Regions from separate parts of the Podarcis muralis genome. Here region 1 is linked to region 2. Evidence: chromatin contacts called from public Hi-C data. All regions are on one chromosome and are shown on one strand. The core of a region is the stretch at or near the end of the contact, and the rest is flanking DNA. Distances in the headings are between cores, read along the strand shown.

Region 1 (5,192 bases), core at 1,752-4,251, 280 kb after region 2:
GATGCCAAGACTGGAGTAGGTAGAAGCAGCTGTGTTATGCCCTACTGCTCGGAGGAGAGGGAGATTTCAAAGGCATGTGCTTAGTGTTCAAGTTGTAAAGCAGCAAAGCAATATTCAAGATCAGGTGTTTGGCCCTCCAAATGCTGCTGAACTACAACTACCAACAAGGATGGAATACAAGGATACCATACTGATGGGAATTGCAGTTCACTGACATCTGGAGGCCCCAGTGCTTCCCACACCTGTTCAATATAATAAGGAACTAACTCAGAACTGGAAATATTTCATGTTTTGAGGCATATTTGTGAGCACCTATAATTTTTCTAAATTTGCTGCAATTACCATATTTGTTGGAGACAGAACCTATTTAACTATGCAAGAGACCTTACATGCATTTGAGATTATTATTTTCTCTTTCAGCAGGTTAATAGAATGGTCAGAATCTCAATTCATTTAAATCTTAGTTCACTTTGACAGAGCAATACTAACAGACAATGTGATGGTGATGATCCTAACATGAAAGATATGATTAGTCAAATAAAAGGAAAGAGAAAGGATAACAAAGTCCAGGTTTTAAAAGAGGTGGGGTGGAGGGAATGTACTTCACTATACTCAGACAGTTAGAAAAGTATTTTGGAAAGATACGTTACGTGACAGACAAGTTGAAGAAGATGGGCAATTTCTGACAGTAATAACAGAAGAAAACTGCAAACCATAGTCATGCAGAAAACGAATATTCACAAAAAGGGATACAACCATACAGGATTTTTTTTATCTGGTAGCCAGAACTTACAAGAGGTGGGGTGGACAAGTGATTGAAAAGGAGACGAGAATATACAGAATACATCAAGCCAGAAGAATAAAAACCTTTTGGACTACGTTCTGTCATCCCTGATCATTGGCTATGCTAGCTAGGCTGATGGGAGCTGAATATCAACATTTGGAAGAACAGAGGTTCTCCATCCCTATGGTAAAACAACAAGTTGTGAAATCTTTCTAGAGAGGTTTGCAAGGAACAATATTTAAGGTTGCTTAGGGCAGGGATTGAACCCTTCAACTCTATAATGGAAGAGAGCAGTGAAGTTAAAGAAAAAACCAAAAACTATGCCAAGGGCCTACTGAAATGTAGTGGGGGGGGGGAGGAATCATGAGGAAACTATTATCCACAACTATTGCCAAAAGATAGATACGTTGGTTTAAAGTATTTTTACTCAGCATGCTCAGCTTCACCATGGGCTAGGGTGTTGTATTACCTGCAACCATAATTTGAATATGCTGTTAAATATTTATTAGAACATCTGCTTGATTTTAAAATGCCTCAATTTGGTTTCTTATACTGTATGAACACTACAGATTGCAGAAAAATGGCTTAAAGGTGCATTTGAAAAGCATCACATATGAAAAGCATTGCAACTTTTAGATGACTCTCGTGGTCCCTTCCAACTCTACAAAATTCTATGATCATTTTGAAAACACCTTTCCGTATTTTGCACTGGCTCTTCCTGACAACAAAGAACAGACAATTCCATGCTGCTGCCTTCTTTCCCATTCCCTGCATTCAGAGTCCTCCAATGGTTCTGCACCACACCTTCATGGTAATACCTCTCAGCAACCAAATTACACCCACCCGCCATCTTGCCCCTTAGGAGCTTCTGCTTCCTTTCACCTCAGCAATCCGTTGCCTCATCTGTTCCATATGTTCCCGCTGCCTCTCCCTCTTCTTCATCAGCTGGAGTGCCCGGCCAGCCTCGCTGGCAGCTCCTTTGTATTGCGCCATGGCTGTAGATGGACCTGTGAGGCAAAAATAAAAATCCCCACATAGACATGAATGTATGAAGCAGCAGCTTTATAACAAGCAACCATTGGCTCTTGACTAATTATTTAGTCATTTCATAAGATTTATACACTGCTTGCTTATAAAACAAAAACAAAACAACAACCTCAAAGGTTGTTACAGGAAGACAAAACAATAAAATTAAGAAAAAATTACAACACTACTTTAAAAGCTACATAAGTTGAAATACCAAGAGATTAAAACTACTTTAGCCTGGCTCTCCTTCCTTGAAGGTTTTTAAACAGAGGTTGGTTAGCCCTCTGTCATGGATGCTTTAGCGGAGATTCCTGCATTGCAGGGGGTTGGACTAGAATCAGGGGTGGCCAACTCCCAAGAGACAGCGATCTACTCACAGAGTTAAAAACTGGCAGTGATCTACCCCCTTTTTTGGGTTCAAGTCAAAGTTGTTGAGCTTCTTTGGGGGGAGCCAGTGATCTACCACAGACGTCCAGTGATCTACCAGTAGATCACAATCTACCTGTTGAACGTGCCTGGACTAGATGATGGTCCCTCCTAACTCTTAAGATTCTATGGATAGCTCAGTTGGTTAGAGCCTGGAGCTGATAACGCCAAGGTTGCAGGTTCGATCCCCGTCTGGGACAGCTGCACAGGAGGCTGGACTAGATGCTACTGTCTAGAATATGATTCTGCTGCAACTTTCTAACCATCTGGGCAGAGTTAGGGAATGTTTCTAAGCAGGCGCCGAAGAGAGCGCAGCGAAGGCGCCTGCTTGATCAATCGGCAGGGAGTTCCAAAGTGCAGGCGCTGCCCGCACTAACCGGCCGGGATGTTGCGCCTGCGGGCTCGCAGCGTCCCTAAAGAGATTTCCCGGCCTCGTTATCCAGAATCCTTCCAAGCGGGCTCGTGAGGGCGTGGGGGGCTGGCTCTACCACAGACCCCCCAGCTCTGCCCCTCGAGCGGCAGCTGCACCCAGCGCGGCAAAGGCTGCTGCCCGGAGAGCAGGAGCAGGCGAGGGGGAAGAACCTGGACGGCTGAGGGAGGGCCTCGGATCCGGCCGGGGAAAGAGGGGCGCGCAAATGGAGGGGCCCGGCGCGGCCTTGCCTGGTCAGGAGAAGGAGCCCCCGCTGATTCCGCCTCTCCTTTCTCCAGCCGCAGATCCCACCAGCTGCCTTACCTACGTCACTCGCGAGCGGAACTTCCGGCAGGGGGGAAAACCGGAGCCGCCCGCTATTGGCTAAGTTCCGCTCTGGCCCGCGGCATCACTATGGTGGAAGCCCTGTCGCGATGAAGCGTCTTCCGGAAACTCGCTCAGGGAGGAGCCAGTGCGCGGGACCCATTTCCGGTTCCGCGAATGGCGACGACGCGGAGTCAGCGCCCCCTAGAGGGCCGACGGAAACGGTGTGGGTTATTGATCCCTTGTGTCTCTGGAGGACTCGGAGGGAAGGAACGCGCTTGAGACAAAGGCGTGCAGTGCGAGCCTGTGAATACATTTACTCAGAAGTAAGCCCCATTGAACTCAGTGAGGCTTACTCCCAGCTGTATAAGATCGTAGCCTGTATAGTCTTTCCCCCATTGCCCTCCCTGGTCCTGCTGGCTAGGGATGAGAGAAGTTGGAGTCCAACAACAGCTGGAACATCCTCCCTCCCCAAGGTTGGGAAAGGCTGGTTTGGCAGTCAGCCTGCAGAAAGCCCCGTTTTCTTTTTTAGTTTGCAGGGTGAAATACAGCACCCCCCTCTCCTTGCATCTAGCTGCAGTTATTTTATGCCCTTCAGAGTTGTCACACCTATCTGTTAATCGCTTTTCTTGCAAATTTGGAAGTGACTAATATAAAAATCAATGAAAACCAACAATAAAAACACAACTTGGGACAAGCTTTTTGGGGTGTTGGGGAAGGCAATATGATGCTTCCAGTTCTTCCAGAGTACTACAGGAAAGAAGACTTGCAAATCCTGTGCCCTCAAAACTTATTACATGGTGTAGAAATTAAACAAGTTAAATCTTTCCCTGCGCATCTCAAGTCTGTTGAATTTTTGTCTTTTAAAGGTACAGACATCCCAACAGAAAAGGGATTTGAAGCCTGCAGGATGTGTTCCCTTGCCTTCATTTAAAAAAACCCAAAAAATAGAATGTACTTTTCAGAGTACTGCAATGAAAACGTCAACCTTCTCTGTACCTGGAAACTATACCCTTCAGAAACTTACAATTTCTAGCACCCTTAAACTTCTCAGGATTCTTTCAGGGAAGCCATGTACTTTAAATGGATGGTGTAGATGTGACCAGTTTTATTTAAATGTTCTGACTGCATTTACAGTGATTTCTGCGTACTTCTACCACACTTGCCCAGATGTGGAGAATTCTGCAATTGGCAGCTGGGAGTGAGACCTGTGTGGATATCCTTTTTAAAAGATATTAGTTTGAAACCTCTTCTGTTTAGAATTGTCCACCTTTCTAAATATTGTAAACAATATTTTCATTCTACTTGAGTTGGCTCTGCAGCTCAACAGGAAATAAGCGGTGCCCTCTAAATTCTTCAATATGTAAATTTCACAGTATCTGCCCAAAAGGTTTATCCATATATGAACTGACCCAGACCCTGCAATCCTCATCTGAGGCTCTTCTTCATGTCCCTGCTCCACAAGAGTCAGAGATTTCTTCTAGGGCCTTTTAATGATCATTGCTCTAGTATGACAGAAGCACTGTGCTAGAGGGAGAATAAAAACCAGCACTCTTACTGTAAAGAGAGGCTCCCTGAGGGCAGAATTGCAGAGAAGGCCTAAGAACTCTTCACCAATTCTTCCCTGCAAGTACTGCTCCTGTCCCCATATTATTTTGGCAAACAGGGTTTCTGCTCCAAGAGGAAAGGGTCATAAATTAACTGAGCCAAAAGGTCTTAGCCCAAGGTAGATGAGAGGTAAATGCATTATGCCCAAATATGTGCCACACTTCTAGATACATATTAAGGGTCGTATTTTGCTAAACCCTGCACTTATCTGCTTTCAGATCTTGGTGACACACAGGGAGACTGGGGGAAGTTTGAATAATCTGATCAATTCCAACAGTTGGCTCCCTAAAACAGCAATTCTTCATTTCCTTGCTTAACTCTAAATTCTTGAAAAAATGACACTGAGCAGTAGAAAAAAAGCAGATGAGATGGAAGTCTGTAACCAGAGTTAAGCTGTGCAGGTTAAAACAAAATTCAAGTTTCATGGTTCACAAGGCGCTGGGCTCTGCATTGGAATTCATTTCCAAAAAGATTAAGCCACAAAGGCCAGGCTGTGGGACTTCTCCAACATTCTCATTATGCCATGTCTCACATGAGGTTTTTCATCCATCTCCTGAGTTTAACATGGTCTTTCTCTACAAAAGCCTCCCTTCTCTACTTAGGAGGCGGCCTAAA
Region 2 (4,858 bases), core at 280-2,779:
AAATTATTTATATACTTATTATTTATAAGACTTCAGTTATCCCCAGGGTAAAAAAAAGGGGGGGCACGTTATCTACCTGGCTCGGGCCTCTGCCTGGCTCTGCAAGGCCCTGGCGGCACAACTACGGTATTTATTTCAAAGCACTTCAACGAAGGAAAGCTTTGAGTCCGCCTGGATTTCGGCCTTTTATATTGCCTCCTCCCCTTCATGGATCACTGCCTTGCCGTGGCGAAGGGGCTTGAAGAACTCAGAGAAGCTATGAACTACGCCGAGCAGGGCACACAAGATGAACAGGTCATAGTGGAGAGTTTCGACCAAACGTGATCCACCTGGAGGAGGAACTGGCAAGCCACTCCAGTATCCTTGCCAAGAAAACTCCATGGACAAAGACGACAGGCATATAAAAGTTAAGACGCCTGCTTCTTGGGAGAAGGGCAATGACAGGCCTAGACAGCATCTTGAGAAGTAGAGACATCACCTTGCCAACAAAGGTCTGTATAGTTAAAGCCATGGTTTTCCCAGTAGTGATGTATGGAAGTGAGAGCTGGACCATAAAGAAGGCTGATCGCCGAAGAATTGATGCTTTTGAATTCTGGTGCTGGAGGAGACTCTTGAGAGTCCCATGGACGGCAAGAAGATCAAACCTCTCCATTCTGAAGGAAATCAGCCCTGAGTGCTCACTGGAAGGACAGATCCTGTAGCTGAGGCTCCAATACTTTGGCCATATCATGAGAAGAGAAGACTCCCTGGAAAAGACCCTGATGTTGGGAAAGATGGAGGGCCCAAGGAGAAGGGGACGACGGAGGACGAGATGGTTGGACAGTGTTCTCGAAGCTACCAGCATGAGTTTGACCAAACTGCAGGAGACAGTGGAAGACAGGAGTGCCTGGCGTGCTCTGGTCCATGGGGTCACGAAGAGGAGGACACAACAAAACGACTAAACAACAAAATATCGCCTCCTGTTCATTTCTACTGATTTCGCCCCGCGCTTGGCAGATTTTAAGGGCCGCGATCTACAACCTGAAATCAATTAATCAACTAATTAATTTCATAAAATTTACACACCTCACAAACCCTCAAAGCGGTTTACAAAAAGATAAAACAACAGAATCAGGGGGGGGGGACTCACAACCCTACTTCAAAACATACACAAGTTAAAATACCGAAAATGAAAATGAAAATAAAATTACCTTCGCTTTCTAAGCATCTTATTAAAGTCTCTCAGGCTGCGGCCCCCGCGACCCCCAGTCTCCCTTATTCCCGCTCTACCCCACCTCCACTCTATGGTTAATCACTCCCGGGCACGTGAGCCTTTGCATCATAGAGTTTCATATGACGTGGAAAGAGGTTGGGTTTCGCTGCGTCCACCAGTTTCCGGTCTTCTCGGACGTTGCGCTCCTCCTACAGACTCAAGTTCCGCCTCTCTGGCCGCTTTCTCTCTCTGACAGCTTCAGTGCGCGTGCGGCCCCCGTCGAGATGAGAGGCCTCCGCGTCTTCCTTTCGCCTACGTAACTTCCCTTCGCCGCGCCGCTCTGCCTTCCGGACAGCTTCTTCCTCGCGTGTCTATGGTTCAGTTAAAGGGGCCGCTTCTGGCTTTCCGAGCTGCGGGGTCCCGAGATGCTGCTGACGGTGAAGGCGCTCCAGGGCCGGGAATGCAGCCTCCAGGTATCCCTCCTGCTGCTGCTCCCGGGCGGTGGGGCGCTGAGTCAGGGGCCGAGGCCCGAGCTGGGTGTGGGCTGCTGCCTGGGTGTAGCCCTCGCCCGCCCCAAGCCCAGAGGAGCCACCGGGAGGACCTGGCCTGGAGGAAGGAGGCCGAGGGCGGCGGGAGCGGGTGGGGGGCCGGAGGGCAGCGAGGGGTCCCTTCCAGGATGAAGAGAGCACAGCAGAGGTTGTATTTTCTGAGAATCCTCCGGAAAAACGATCTCTCAGAGGACCTGCTGATGGCATTTTACCATTGTACACTCTGGAGAGTGTATTAACTTATGGTCTGTGTGTGTGGTTTGGGAGCTGCACGGTCAGGGGGGAAACAATGCTGTCCAGGGTTGTAAAGACTGCGGAGAGAATAATTGGGTGCACTCTTCCCACCTTGGATCAAATCTATGATTCCAGGTGCCATAAGAAAGCTGCAGAGATAGTGCAGGACAGTGCGCACCCCGGAAATGATCTCTTTCAGCTTCTGGAAGAAGGTACAGGGCTATAAAGACTAGGACTAGCCACCTGAGAAACAGTTTCTATTCAAATGCAATTTTGGTTTTAAACACAGTGTAAGGCAGTCTCTAAAGGAGTGTATTGTATTTAATTATGGAGTATCAGAGTTTTTAGGGGACTAACAAGGCTGGGATAGCAGGCTTGTTGGGTTTTGAATGTTTGATGTAGATTTTTTCAATTTCGTTGTTCTGTATGGGACAATGACAATAAAAATTATCATATTGTATAGATGGCTGTGAAGGGATCTCATGCACTCAGGGGGTGGGGGCTCCTGGGCAGATCTGACACCTCCCGGCCCTCAGCTGTTTCTCCTGCTGCCTTTTCCTTTCTCTGTTTACAAAGTCGAATTCAGCTCTGCTGCTGGAATATTTATTTTCATAGAACGGTAGAGTTGGAAGGGACCCCCAGGGTCGTCATGCTCCTCTCAGTCTCCTCTTCTCCAGGCTAAACATACTCAGCTCCTTCAACCGTTCTTCATAAGGCTTGGTTTCCAGACCCTTGAGCCTCTTGGTCTCCCCCCTCTGCGCATGTTCCAGCTTGTCAAATATACTTCTTAAATTACGCTGCACAGAACTGGACACAGTATTCCAGGCGTAGTCTGACCAAGGCAAAATAGAGTGGTAGTATTGCTTCATTTCGTAAAATGTGTACACAGCTTGGTTGTAAAAGAGAAACAAACCAAAAACCTCAAAAATACAAAACGGCAGAATCAAGTTAAAATGCTAAAACGGATTAAAAGTGGCATCAGCTTCTAAGTATCTGGGTGGGGTAGGCTTGTCTAAACAGCTTGTACCTATTTGAGATCAAGCAGGAGCCCTCACTGCACCAAAAGGAGTACAGTGAGGGCTCCTGCTTGATCTCAATAGGCAGGGAGTTCCAAAGTGCAGGCGTGGGCATGCTAAACAGCCAAGTTCTTACAAATGTGGAATGGGTACGGCACCTGTAGTAGTGCCAATTCCATCCATTGGATGAGTTGATTAGGGTAACACAATCTTATAGGTAAACTGGTCCTAAGTTCTTAAGGGCTTTATAGTGTCTGCTATTGCTAGGGCTCACGCCCAGGATCTGGATAGAGGAAGGTAAGTGTTTCTAACCATGCATTCTGTGCCTTCCCTTCGCAGGAAAGTAACCACATGCCTTTGGGTCAGGGTTAAGGGCTCTTAATACAAGGTTGGGCTACCTGGGGAGTTGGGAGACCAGCAACATTTGGAGGGTCAGAGGTTCCCCATCCCTGATTTAGCACATTTATACCCCTCTTTTTTTCCATAATGCTCAAAGCAGACCAGACCCAAACCACCTCAGCTTCAGCAAGTGGTTGCATCATGTGGGAGGGTTGTACTCGTGTTCTGTTTGCAAACTTCCCACAGGCATCCGGTTAGTCACTTTGGAAACAGAATGCCGGACTAGATGGTTCTTTATCCGATCCGTCAAGGTTCCTCTTGTGCTTTTATATTCCCTCAGATTGTACCTTGAAAAAAGATTACTTCCTTCCAAGGTTGGAACATCCAGTAATGTTAGAAGTACATAAAAATGTATTTCATTTTTCATTAATCTCAAGTGATTTAACAGTAAAAAAAATCAACAACTAAGACAGTTTCTCATATAAGAGCAAAACAATCTCCACTTAAAAGAACTGTTGAAAAACCAGAAGGTCTTCAGCAACACCAAAAAGACAATAGAGATGGTGTCTGTCTGATATGCAGTGGGAGGGAGTTCCAAAGGATAGATGCTGCCACACTAAGAACTCAATTCCTACATTGTATGGAACGGACCTCTTGCTGAGATAAGTGTTTGCTACTACAGCGTGCAGTAGTTGGTTGGCTATATAAAGGGTGAGATGGTCTTTTAGGTATCCTGGTCCCAAGCTATATAGAAGGCTTTGAATACCAGGACCAACACATTGAACTTAATGTGCATTGCTCTTCCTAAGCATTGCACACGCATGAACATTGTCGTTCTTATAACAATTGCTTAAGGCTTCCCTGTATTTATAAAAATATCAATAAATGATAATAGTATTATTGTCATGTTACAGCTGGGGGAACAGACTTTCAGTGGTTTCAAGGGAAAACAGAGATTTTAACTATGAATTTCCAGTTCATACCTTATACAGTCAAACCTTGGCTCCCGAATGCCTGCTCCATTTTGGAACGTTACGGCTTCCAAACACTGAAAACCCAGAAGTAAATGCTCCGGTTTTCCAACGTTTTTCAGAAGCCGAATGTCTGACACGGCTTCCGCTTGAGTGCAGGAAGCTACTGCAACCAGTCAGAAGCCACACCTCAGTTGTCGAACATTTCGGAAGTCCGAAATGGACTTCCGGAACAGATTACTTTCACCAATGAGGTTTGACTGTACTTTCTACCTTCAAGTGATATCAGCATTTTCATGCCTGGGAGAAAAAGGGGCCAACACTAACTTAAGTTGAAAAACACTATATGCCTACTTAGTAATGTTATTTAACAAGTACCTGAAAAGCAGAAAATATTCATGCTGTGAAAAGCTGCACTTACTGATCTTCTACCTTTCACAGGAGCTTTGCCAGAAGGAGAAAGAAAAAATGCCAGCCATAAATAGAACAAAATTATTTCCTGTGGACCAATTTGTCAATGGGGCAAGCTTCTTAGAGCAACTGGAGGGGTGGGGGGTG

The links. A called contact is a pair of places that touch in the nucleus more often than the background predicts.
Region 1: a Hi-C map of blood shows a contact between it and region 2, with 6 times the contacts expected there. The contact joins the promoter of FAM50A here to the promoter of UBL4A in region 2. A contact is called at or near these places in 2 of 3 Hi-C or Micro-C datasets (blood and tail).

The regions. Positions count from the first base shown.
Region 1 is chr17:37,978,372-37,983,563 of rPodMur119.hap1.1, forward strand. It overlaps FAM50A (family with sequence similarity 50 member A), which reads right to left and starts at 3,002. Exons shown (of 12, transcript XM_077921667.1): 1 at 2,897-3,002; 2 at 1,667-1,791. The coding sequence starts at 1,777.
Region 2 is chr17:37,704,314-37,709,171 of rPodMur119.hap1.1, forward strand. UBL4A (ubiquitin like 4A) reads left to right here and starts at 1,530. Exons shown (of 4, transcript XM_028711648.2): 1 at 1,530-1,665. The coding sequence starts at 1,618. LOC144325976 reads right to left here and starts at 1,381. Exons shown (of 3, transcript XM_077921350.1): 1 at 1,191-1,381.